Regions from separate parts of the Sus scrofa genome. Here region 1 is linked to region 2. The links are chromatin contacts, called in public Hi-C maps. All regions are on one chromosome and are shown on one strand. Each heading gives the region's core, a stretch centred on a gene start, on an enhancer-like site or on the middle of the called end of the contact. The rest is flanking DNA. Distances are from core to core; before and after follow the strand shown.

What was found. A called contact is a pair of places that touch in the nucleus more often than the background predicts.
Region 1: a Hi-C map of omental adipose tissue shows a contact between it and region 2, with 1.7 times the contacts expected there. The contact joins two enhancer-like sites. A contact is called at or near these places in 1 of 5 promoter capture datasets (liver), 19 of 47 Hi-C or Micro-C datasets (alveolar macrophages, brain, embryonic fibroblasts and 12 more) and 1 of 2 datasets of contacts at active chromatin or transcription factors (skeletal muscle).

The regions. Positions count from the first base shown.
Region 1 is chr14:75,663,009-75,668,139 of Sscrofa11.1, reverse strand. The region is part of intron 1 of MCU (calcium uniporter protein, mitochondrial); the gene reads right to left. Among named protein-coding and RNA genes, the nearest start is that of OIT3, 61 kb to the left of the region's middle. Within about 2 kb of position 2,374, at least 1 of the 83 cell types and tissues checked has an H3K27ac peak or open chromatin away from gene starts, as enhancers often do. A contact at or near this core is called in omental adipose tissue, where this site is marked.
Region 2 is chr14:75,522,857-75,528,021 of Sscrofa11.1, reverse strand. All of the region lies in intron 1 of MCU (calcium uniporter protein, mitochondrial), which reads right to left. Among named protein-coding and RNA genes, the nearest start is that of MCU, 6.9 kb to the right of the region's middle. Within about 2 kb of position 2,396, at least 9 of the 83 cell types and tissues checked have an H3K27ac peak or open chromatin away from gene starts, as enhancers often do. A contact at or near this core is called in omental adipose tissue, where this site is marked.

The DNA.
Region 1 (5,131 bases), core at 1,125-3,624, 140 kb before region 2:
TCTGACTCTAGCTGATCTCTCCCCCTGTTGAGGGATCACATGGGGGGCCAATCTCTTAGCTAACAATTCTAGCCACAATTTTACACAGTTGAGACTGAAACTGAGAGATGGCAGATCTTTATCTGTACATAGAGAGAGGTCCCTATTACCACTATCACTATCATTCTCTTCATTTTCTCAACATTCACAAGATCTAACTTTTCGAATTATTTTATTTATCCTTGGTCTGTTCTACAAAGAATTTGAGGTGACTACAACACAAGCACACCACAAATGGTGGTACATTTTTTTTTTAATCTGAAATTGAAGTTTAAAAACCAGGAGAAAGAAAAATACAAATATTAGAAAATAAAGATTGGGATAAAAGAGGTTTTGATACAAGCCATCAAAAGCTAAATAGAGGCTAAATTAAGTTCAATATTTGGCTCCAAGTCTCTGTGGTAGCCAGAATAATGCCCTCTCCACCCCCCACAAAAGATCTCCATGTCCTAATCTCTGGAATTTGTGGGTATGTTACTTGGCAAATGGAAATTAAGCTGGAAGATGGAATTAAGAGTGTCAATAAACTGAGTTTAAAATAGGGAGATTATCCTGGGTTATCTAGATAGGACCAATGTTATCACAGGGGCCTTTGAATAGAGGAAGATGTGGCTACAGAGAACGAGATAGATGCCAGTATGACAATGACCGAGAAACTCTCCTTAACGTCACTGAAGGAGAAGGTGGCCAAGGCAAGGGTGTAGCCTCTGGAAGCTGGAAAAGGCAAGGAAACAGATTCTCCTTTGGAGCCTCCAGAGAGGAACAGAGACTTGCTGACACATTCTTTTTAGCCCAGTGAGACCTGTATTGGACTTTTAACATAATAAATTTACGTTAAGCCACAAAGTTTGTTGTAATTTGTTAGAGCAACAATAAAAAACTATTCTGGCCTCCTAGGCCCCAAGACAAGAAGACAATACAATCAGTGATAATTCTCATTAATATAAGGGAGAAAGCACAACAATTTGTCAGGAAAGGGAACATATTTTCTAACACAAAGTTCTAAAAGAAATTCCTGATGCAGCATTTTACATAGGAAGCTCTGAGTAATAATAGTGGATATGAGGTTCCTCCCCAAATTCTGGGTATTAGATTAAATAAGAAATTTCATAAGATTGTTTCTTACATCATTCTTTGATAAAACATGAATCTGTCTTTATCATCTTAAAATATAATTGAGTAAAGTCAATCTTTTTTGGCAGAGTCAGCTTGATTTAAGACTGTAAATTAAAATAGCATAAATATGATGGACATTCATACAATAAAGTTCATTTAGAATTAAAAGCTATTAATAGATCTACAAGTTAATAAATCCAATTTAAAAAGTAAATTATAGAAGAATAAGCAAATTACAGTAGTCTGTATGTAAGTTTAAAAGAAATATACACGCATGCTATTGTTTTCCTTTTCACATTAATATAGTATACATAATATATTTAAACACTAAATATATGGTAAAGATATCATTTTTATGGTAATAATCTCTGGGGAGAATGAGTTTTGGAATTGGGGATGGGAACAAAGGCAGCATTAACTTTATTGTATTGCACTATATATTTATTATTTATCTTCTTAGTAAAAAAGAGCTGGTACAAATATGGCAAAATTCAAATATTTAAACTATGGGTGGTATTTCTGTTTAATTCTCTATAATTTTCTGTTTACAAAATTTCCAAATTACTGAAAAGAAAGAAAAAGCGAACTGTTTATCCTTTAAACAGTCTTCAACAAACATCATTTCTCTCAAAAAGCTTTTCCTGGGGGCTGGCAAGAAGGTTAGATTTTATTTTCTGATAAAGGCCCGGATTTTACATTAATGGAACCATACAGCATTTATTAATTTGAATTTGGCTTTTGCTGCTTAACATTACATGTATAAAATTTGTCTATGTTGTTGAGGATAGCAGTAGTTATTTTTCATCACTGCATATCTATGTATCCATTACTTGAATCTCCTGTATGAGTATTCCAAAAAGGCCATTTGGGCTATTTCCAGATTTGGCTAATGATTCTGTAGTGAATATTCTTTATGTCTTTTGGTGCACTGATGTATGCACATCCTCTGGGTATATGGCTAGGAGCAGAATTGCTGGGTCATAAGGATATACATAAGTTCACATTTAAGAGATTCTGCCAGTTTTGCAAAGTAGCAGGTAACAACTTACGTATCTACTAGCATTTAAGAGTTCCAGATGTGGAGTTCCTGTCGTGGCTCAGAGGTTAACAAACCCAACTAGTACCCATGAGAACACGGGTTCAATTCCTGGCCTCACCCAGTGGGTTAGGGATCTGGTTTGCCATGAGCTGTGTGTGGTGTAGGTCACAGACACAGCTCAGACCGTGCAGACACAGCTCAGACCCCGTGTTGCTGTGACTGTGGTATAGGCCGGCAACTGCAGCTCTGATTAGACCACTAGACTTGGAACTTCCATTTCCCTGTGCCACAGGTGCAGCCCTAAAAAACAAGAGTTCTAGATGCTTCTCATTCTTATGAATACCTGGTATTGTCAGTTCTGTTAAATTTTGGTCATTCTGGCAGGTGTGTGTGTTATCTCCCAGTAGTTTTATTACTTGATTATTAACGAGGTTGAGATTCTTTTTCTATGTTTATTGACCATTTAGATATCCTCTTGTGAGCAGCCATTCAAGTCTCTCAGTTTTTTTAATGATTATTAAATTTCTTAATATAGTTAGGATATGATAAGCCCTTTGTCAGATATATGTACTGCTAGCATCTTTCCTCACTCTGCAACTTGCTACTTCTCTCTTTATGGTATCTTGGTGAGCAAAAAAAAAAAAAAAAAAATTTAATGTAATCCAATTAGCAATCTTTTCCGTTATGATTAGCACTTTTTGTATCCTGTTTAAGAAATCTTTTCCTACTCTGAGGGCATGAAGATATTCTCTATGGTTTATTTAACAAGCTTTATAATTTTACTTTTCACTTTTATATCTATATTTTATCTAGAAGTGTTTGTTTGTTTGTTTAAGTTCCCAGGCCAGGAACAGAATCTGAGGCAGAGCTGCAACCTATGCAACAGCTGCAGCAACACTGGATCCTTAACACACTGCAAGGGGCCGGGGATTGAACTGGCACCTCCACAGAGACAAGCTGGATCATTAACCCACTGCGCCACAGCAGCAAATCCACCTAGAAGTTTTAAAAAAATCTTTTGCAAGGTGAGGTCAAGATTAAATTTATTTTTCTATATGGCATCACACTGACCTAGCCCCAAGTATTGAAAAGACCATTTTTTTTCCTCCATTTAATTGAAATGGAGGATTTGTCATAAATCAAGTATGTGGTATGTCTCTGTACTATCTACTTTATTCCATTTGTCTATTCATCTCCCCTTGCACAGTTCTACACTGTCTTAATTCTTACAGCATGAAGTCTTAATATCTGGCATTGCAAACCCTTCAATTTTCTATTTATGACTGCCCTGACTATTCTTAGCCCTCTGCATTTTATTACATATTTTTAAATAAGTTTGTTAATTCCTACAAAAATTTTTCATAGGGCTTTGACTGGTATTATATTGGATACATAAATCCATTTGGGGAGAAGCAACAAACAACGTTGAGTCTTCCAAGACTTGTTTTATGGCCTATTTTATGGTCAATTTTAGAAAACGTTCCATGTACATTAGAAAATAGCCAAGTATCTACACTTGTATGTGGTGTTGCCAGAGGCTTTTTTTTTTTTTTTAGCATTATAAAGGTGTATATTATCCAAGTTCAAGCTATAGATGAAATGAATATTAAAAACTGAGTAAATGAATATTTTAGATCTTAATTTTCATTAAAATGCCGTATTGGTATAAATCATTTTCTTTTTTTTAAATAATTTTTTTATTTTCCCGCTGTACAGTAAGGGGGTCAGGTTATCCTTACATGTATACATTGCAATTACATTTTTTCCCCCACCCTTTCTTCTGTTGCAACATGAGTATCTAGACATAGTTCTCAATGCTATTCAGCAGGATCTCCTTATAAATCTATTCTAAGTTGTGTCTGATAAGCCCAAGCTCCTGATCCCTCCCACTCCCTCCCCCTCCCATCAGGCAGCCACAAGTCTCTTCTCCAAGTCCATGATTTTCTTTTCTGAGGAGATGTTCATTTGTGCTGGATATTAGATTCCAGTTATAAGTGATATCATATGGTATTTGTCTTTGTCTTTCTGGCTCATTTCACTCAGAATGAGATTCTCTAGTTCCATCCATGTTGCTGCAAATGGCATTATGTCATTCCTTTTTATGGCTGAGTAGTATTCCATTGTGTATATATACCACCTCTTCTGAATCCAATCATCTGTCGATGGACATGTGGGTTGTTTCCATGTCCTGGCTATCGTGAATAGTGCTGCAATGAACATGCGGGTGCACGTGCCTCTTTTAAGTAGAGTTTTGTCCAGATAGATGCCCAAGAGTGGGATTGCGGGGTCATATGGAAGTTCTATGTACAGACTTCTAAGGTATCTCCAAACTGTTCTCCATAGAGGCTGTACCAGTTGACATTCCCACCAACAGTGCAGGAGGGTTCCCTTTTCTCCACAGCCCCTCCAGCACTTGTTGTTTGTGGATTTATTAATGATGGCCATTCTGACTGGTGTGAGGTGGTATCTCATGGTAGTTTTGATTTGCATTTCTCTTATAATCAGCGATGTTGAGCATTTTTTCATGTGTTTGTTGGCCATCTGTATATCTTCTTTGGAGAAATGTCTATTCAGGTCTTTTGCCCATTTTTCCATTGATTGATTGGCTTTTTTGCTGTTGGGTTGTATAAGTTGTTTATATATTCTAGAGATGAAGCCCTTGTCAGTGGCATCATTTGAAACTGTTTTCTCCCATTCTGTAAGTTGTCTTTTTGTTTTCTTTTTGGTTTCCTTTGCTGTGCAAAAGCTTTTCAGTTTGATGAGGTCCCATGGGTTTATTTTTGCTCTTATTTCTATTGCTTTGGGAGACTGACCTGAGAAAATATTCATGATGTTGATGTCAGAGAGTGTTTTGCCTATGTTTTCTTCTAGGAGTTTGATGGTGTCCTGTCGTATATTTAAGTCTTTCAGCCATTTGGAGTTTATTTTTGTGCATGG
Region 2 (5,165 bases), core at 1,147-3,646:
CTACAGCCACTGGCCTATGCCACAGCCATGGCAACACCGGATCCAAGCCACCTATACCATAGCTTGCAGCAATGCCAGATCTTTAACCCACTGCACAAAGCCAGGGATCAAACCCACATCCTCACCAACAATATGTCAGGTCCTTAACCCGCTGAACCCGCAATGAGAACTCCTAAACCAGTTTTTTTTTTTTTTTTTAAATACAAAAGTAGAGGTGTAGATAAAACAACAAAGTATATTTAACATGACTACAAAAAAAAAACACATAAAAAAGGTCAAGAAGTAAAATTTCAGTGCCTGAATAATATAGTTTTGACTTAAACTGCCTTTCTACCTGGTACTAGCTGAGTGATAGTCCACATTCAATTGCCCAGTTCTATCAACTCTACTTCCTAATCTTCCTTCTCTCTAGTCCCTTTTCTCTATCCTCAATGTACTGTCCCAGTTCAGGCATCTTTTGCCTGGTCCATTAAGATGTTCTACACTGGTGTCTGTCTTCCTGGTACCATTCTCTCCAATGAAGCCTTCATACTGCTGCCAGTGTGACCTATCTAAAAGCACAAACCTAACCATGCAATTCCCCTACTTGAAATTCTTCCAACACTCACACACTGACAAGCAGTATTTTTCCAAACTGTGGCTTAAATTGTAGAATCAATTTAAGTGGGTCCCAACCAGTATTTCCTTAAGAAAACAGAAGAGAAACTATGCATGCCTCATACAAAGTAAAAATATTGTTTATGAGACTTTTCATAGTTTTATACACACATGCACATGCTCAGTCATAATAAAAAATGTATTTCTGTGGATTGGGTTTTTTAAAAAAAAAAAAAAAAAAACCACTGATCCGCATAATAAAATTTCAGCTCCTTCAGAAGTCCTTTCATGGTCTGATCCTGCATCATAGCAAGTGATTAAGAGACAGTCTCTGGGAGCTCCCGTCGTGGCACAGTGGTTAATGAATCCAACTAGGAACCACGAGGTTGCGGGTTCGAACCCTGGCCTTGCTCAGGGGGTTGACGATCTGGAGTTGCCTGAGCTGTGGTGTAGGCTGCAGACTCGGCTGGGGTCCCGAGTTGCTGTGGCTCTGACGTAGACTGGCGGCTACAGCTCTGATTGGACCCCTAGCCTGGGAACCTCCATATGCCACGAGAGTGGCCCAAGAAATAGCAAAAAGACAAAAAAAAAAAAAAAAAAGAGAAGACAGTCTCTGGAGCCAGACTGCTTGGTTCATATGCTGGGTATGTCTGTAGCTATCTATATTACCCTGGGCAAATCATTTCCTAACTGTGTGTCACTAACCGGCTGTGATCCTAGGCAAATCATTTAACCAATCTGGGGTAACTCAGTTTCACTATCTGTAGAGCTAGGATAAGAACAGCATCTATTCATCAGAATTAAATGAGACCATGTACAATGCTTTGCACATGGTACAATTGATAAATATTAATTACTATTGGTATCACTACTATTATCCAGCCTAATCTCCAGCTATTCTTGCCCATACTCCGGTTGTAACAAATTACTGGTTGCTTCTCAAAAAAAACTTACTCCCTCATACTGTCATGTTAGATAGTAATGCTGCCTGGAATTTGAACCAAGCATTCCAATACCCCACACCTCAAAATTTCCCCATATTTCAGCTCAAACAAGGCCTCCCATGTGAAGCCTTCATCAACATTCTCAGGTAGTCCTAAGTGCTCCCAATGAACCCTCAAAGGAAAAAAAAAAAAAAAAAAAGCACAGCCAGTTACAGTCTTATGTATGAGTATCTCCTGGCTAGACTGAGAACTTTTAGGACCACAACAGAAACAGCTCTTTTCCAGCACAGTGTCTCACTAAGAACAGGAATTCCATAGATATTTTCTGAATGACTCCCAGTTGGTTAACTTTCCAGGTCTTCATTTTCCCATCTGTACAATGGGGAGAGTATTTTGCCTGAAGGGTTGTTGTGGAATATACTATACAATGTTATAAAAGTGCTTGATATAGAAGTAATACTCAGTAAGTACCAGATTTAGTGGATGTGACTTTTCAGAATCTTAAACTAAATTTCAAAGATCTCTGGGGAGGTAATACCTTAGATCCCTTAGCAGCTAATTCCTTGGGGGCTGGGTGGAGAAAAATTTTAAAAATGCAGTCAGTGGAGTTCCTGTTGTGGTGCAGCAGAAACAAATTCGACTAGGAACCATGAGGTTTTGGGTTCCATTCCTGGCCTTGCTCAGAGGGTTAAGGATCCGGTGTTGCCAGGAGCTGTGGTGTAGGCCACAGACACAGCTCAAATCTGGCGTTGCTGTGGCTGTGACACAGGCTGGCAGCTGTAGCTCCAATTCGACCCCTAGCCTGGGAACCTCCATATGCCACAGGTGTGGCCCTTTTTAAATAAATAAATAATGCAGTCATGGCTCAGTGGAAATGAACCTGACTAGTATCCATGAGGACACAGGTTCAATTCCTGGCCTTGCTCATTGGGTCGGGGATCTGGCATTGCCATGAGCTGTGGTGTAGGTCACCAACTCGGCTCAGATCTGGCATTGCTGTGGCTGTGGCATAGGCCAGCAGCTACAGCTCCAATTCAACCCCTAGCCTGGGAACCTCCGTATGCTGCAGGTGCAGCCCTAAAAAGACAACCACAACAAAAAATGTAGTCAGTGGGAGGAACGGTGAGATCTCTTGGAAGAAACTTGCAGTAGATGCGTGAGAAAAGAACAGAGCTAAAGAAGCCGACTGAAAAGGAAGACCCACACTGACAACCAGCTTGGTACAGCTTTAACTCTAGCAAGACCTAGGCTTAAATCCCAGCTCCAAAACATGTGTCCATCTTCACATCCCTATCATTAAAACAATTTATGACACATAATAAGAAATGAACCCATCTAGTCCTCAATTTCCTCATCTATAAAACTAGGACAATAATACCTCTCATAGGGTTATGATGAGAATTAAATGGGGAAACACAATGCCCTCAGCTCTTAGATGCTTTCTTCTCTATCTCCTGCTCTATTTTTAAGGGTCACGTAGTTCAGCTAACCTATTTGCTTTCCTGTTATTTTATAAACTATCAGTTGCATTAATTTTCTCCAAAGTTTAAGGCAGACATACGCTTAAACATCCTGTAACACGATTAACTACAGATAAGAAGTTCAAAGTGGGCCTTCTTAGAAGGCAAAAAAGGAGTTTAAAAAATCTTGCAACCTGTAAGGCAGTACAGCTCAGGCCTGTACATTTGACACTGTCCTCTGGATAGTGTCCTATACCTAACGGGTCCACCTCAGCAATTTTCTGGTGATTATTACAAGTGCTTCCCAAATAATAAAGTAGATAATAAATAGTAAGAAAAAAATATAATGAAGCATAAAAGGTAAACATCTCACTCTTCTAGATTAATGATTTTTTTCTTTTTTTAGGGCCATATTTGCAACATATGGAAATTCCCAGGCTAGGGGTTGAACTGGAGCTGCAGCTGCCGGCCTGCCCTGCAGCTGCCACCAACACCAGATCCCTAACCCAAGGCGTGACGGATACTAGTCAGGTTCTTAACTTGTTGAGCCACAATGGGAACTCCCAATAAACATTAATGTCATTAAAGAACTTTTGAATAAGGCTCTTACTTTTAAGAGAAACGTGGGAATGCAATGTCATTATCCAGAACTGCATTAGAAAAAGTTCAATTTTAGCATGCTATTAGACTCAGGTGGTGATGTAATTTACCAAGTTATGCTTTTACCAGTATAAAAGATTCAAGCCTGTACATGGTTTATGGGTCAAACATTAACTGAACTTATTAAAATTACTTTGCTTGAAGTTAACTTTCATTTTTACACTACAAGCATTAATAAAGTGCAGTGAAATAGATTGTTTCCCTTTTCTGTTCAACCTACGAGAACAGGTTTTTTTTATCAAGTTTTTTTTTATCAAGACTGATCTACATCAGAGAATAACTATTTAAGGCTGAGTTTGAGTTTAGGTACTTATTGGAGGAATCTGACCCCAATTCACTTTTAAAAACCAATCTCAGCTTAAACATTTTTAGAAGGAAATATAAAATTATGTAATTTTGTAGGAAAAGACTGAATGGGAAAACCAGCAGATATGTAAACCATTTTCAGGTCTGTAGTAACTTGCTGGGCTATGAAGGAAAAAGCCATTTTACTGTCCCTCAACGTTTATTTCCTTAACCTACAGCTTTTCAAGATCTAAATTCCAGGACTCTTGACCCCTGCCCAGAGAAATTCCACATGCCAAGGGTCCAGCCAAAAAAAAAAAAAAAAAAAAAATTCTAGGACTCTTTTAAGTATATGTCTTACTTGGTAACATCTCAGTTTTCCCAATGATATGTTGCTCACATATGGTATTAATCAGTGAAAGAATAGAGGATTCAAGATAGCCTATATTGAATGGCTTTCTTGAAATCCTAAAAGGTAGGATTTGTACTTATTCACAGGAAAACAAACAGCAATTTTTAAGAAAAAATTACTTATTCACAGGAAAACAAACAGTAATTTTTAAGAAAACCCACAGGGGCACAAAACTAGAATATAAAAAGAAAAAAGCAACATCTCAAGAGTTATTCAGACAATGGTATCAACGAAGGGCTACTGCAGAAGACCATGCCCACTCCTTGATTTCACCTTCAAACATTAGGCAGCCCCCACACCAAAAAAGGATTCACATTCAGTTTGCTGTCTTTGACATACACCATCCTTGATGTTGCATCTTCTATTTAGATTTCTTCTTGGAGTTCCATAAAGCATAAAATAGAACACCCTGAGACTTAGAAAAGTTCAAATAAGCAGAATTTGCTGACTAGATCCAAATTTACTCATTCAAATATTTTATGGGGTTCAAAATAAGCAAGATTTAAGATAAATAAGAGTTCCTGTCATGGCTCAGTAGTTAACGAATCTGACTAGCATTCATAAGGATGCAGGTTCGAGCCCTGGCCTCCCTCAGTGGGTTAAGGATCCGGCATTACCGTGAGCTGTGGTGTAGGTCGCAGATGCGGCTCCGATCCCATGTTGCTGTGGCTGTGGTGTAGGCTGGCAGCTGCAGCTCTGATTAGACCCCTAGCCTGGGAACCTCCATATGTCACAGATGTGACCCTAAAAAAAAAAAAAAAAAAAAAAAAAAAGATTTAAAATAAATAAAATTTCCTTAATAAATCT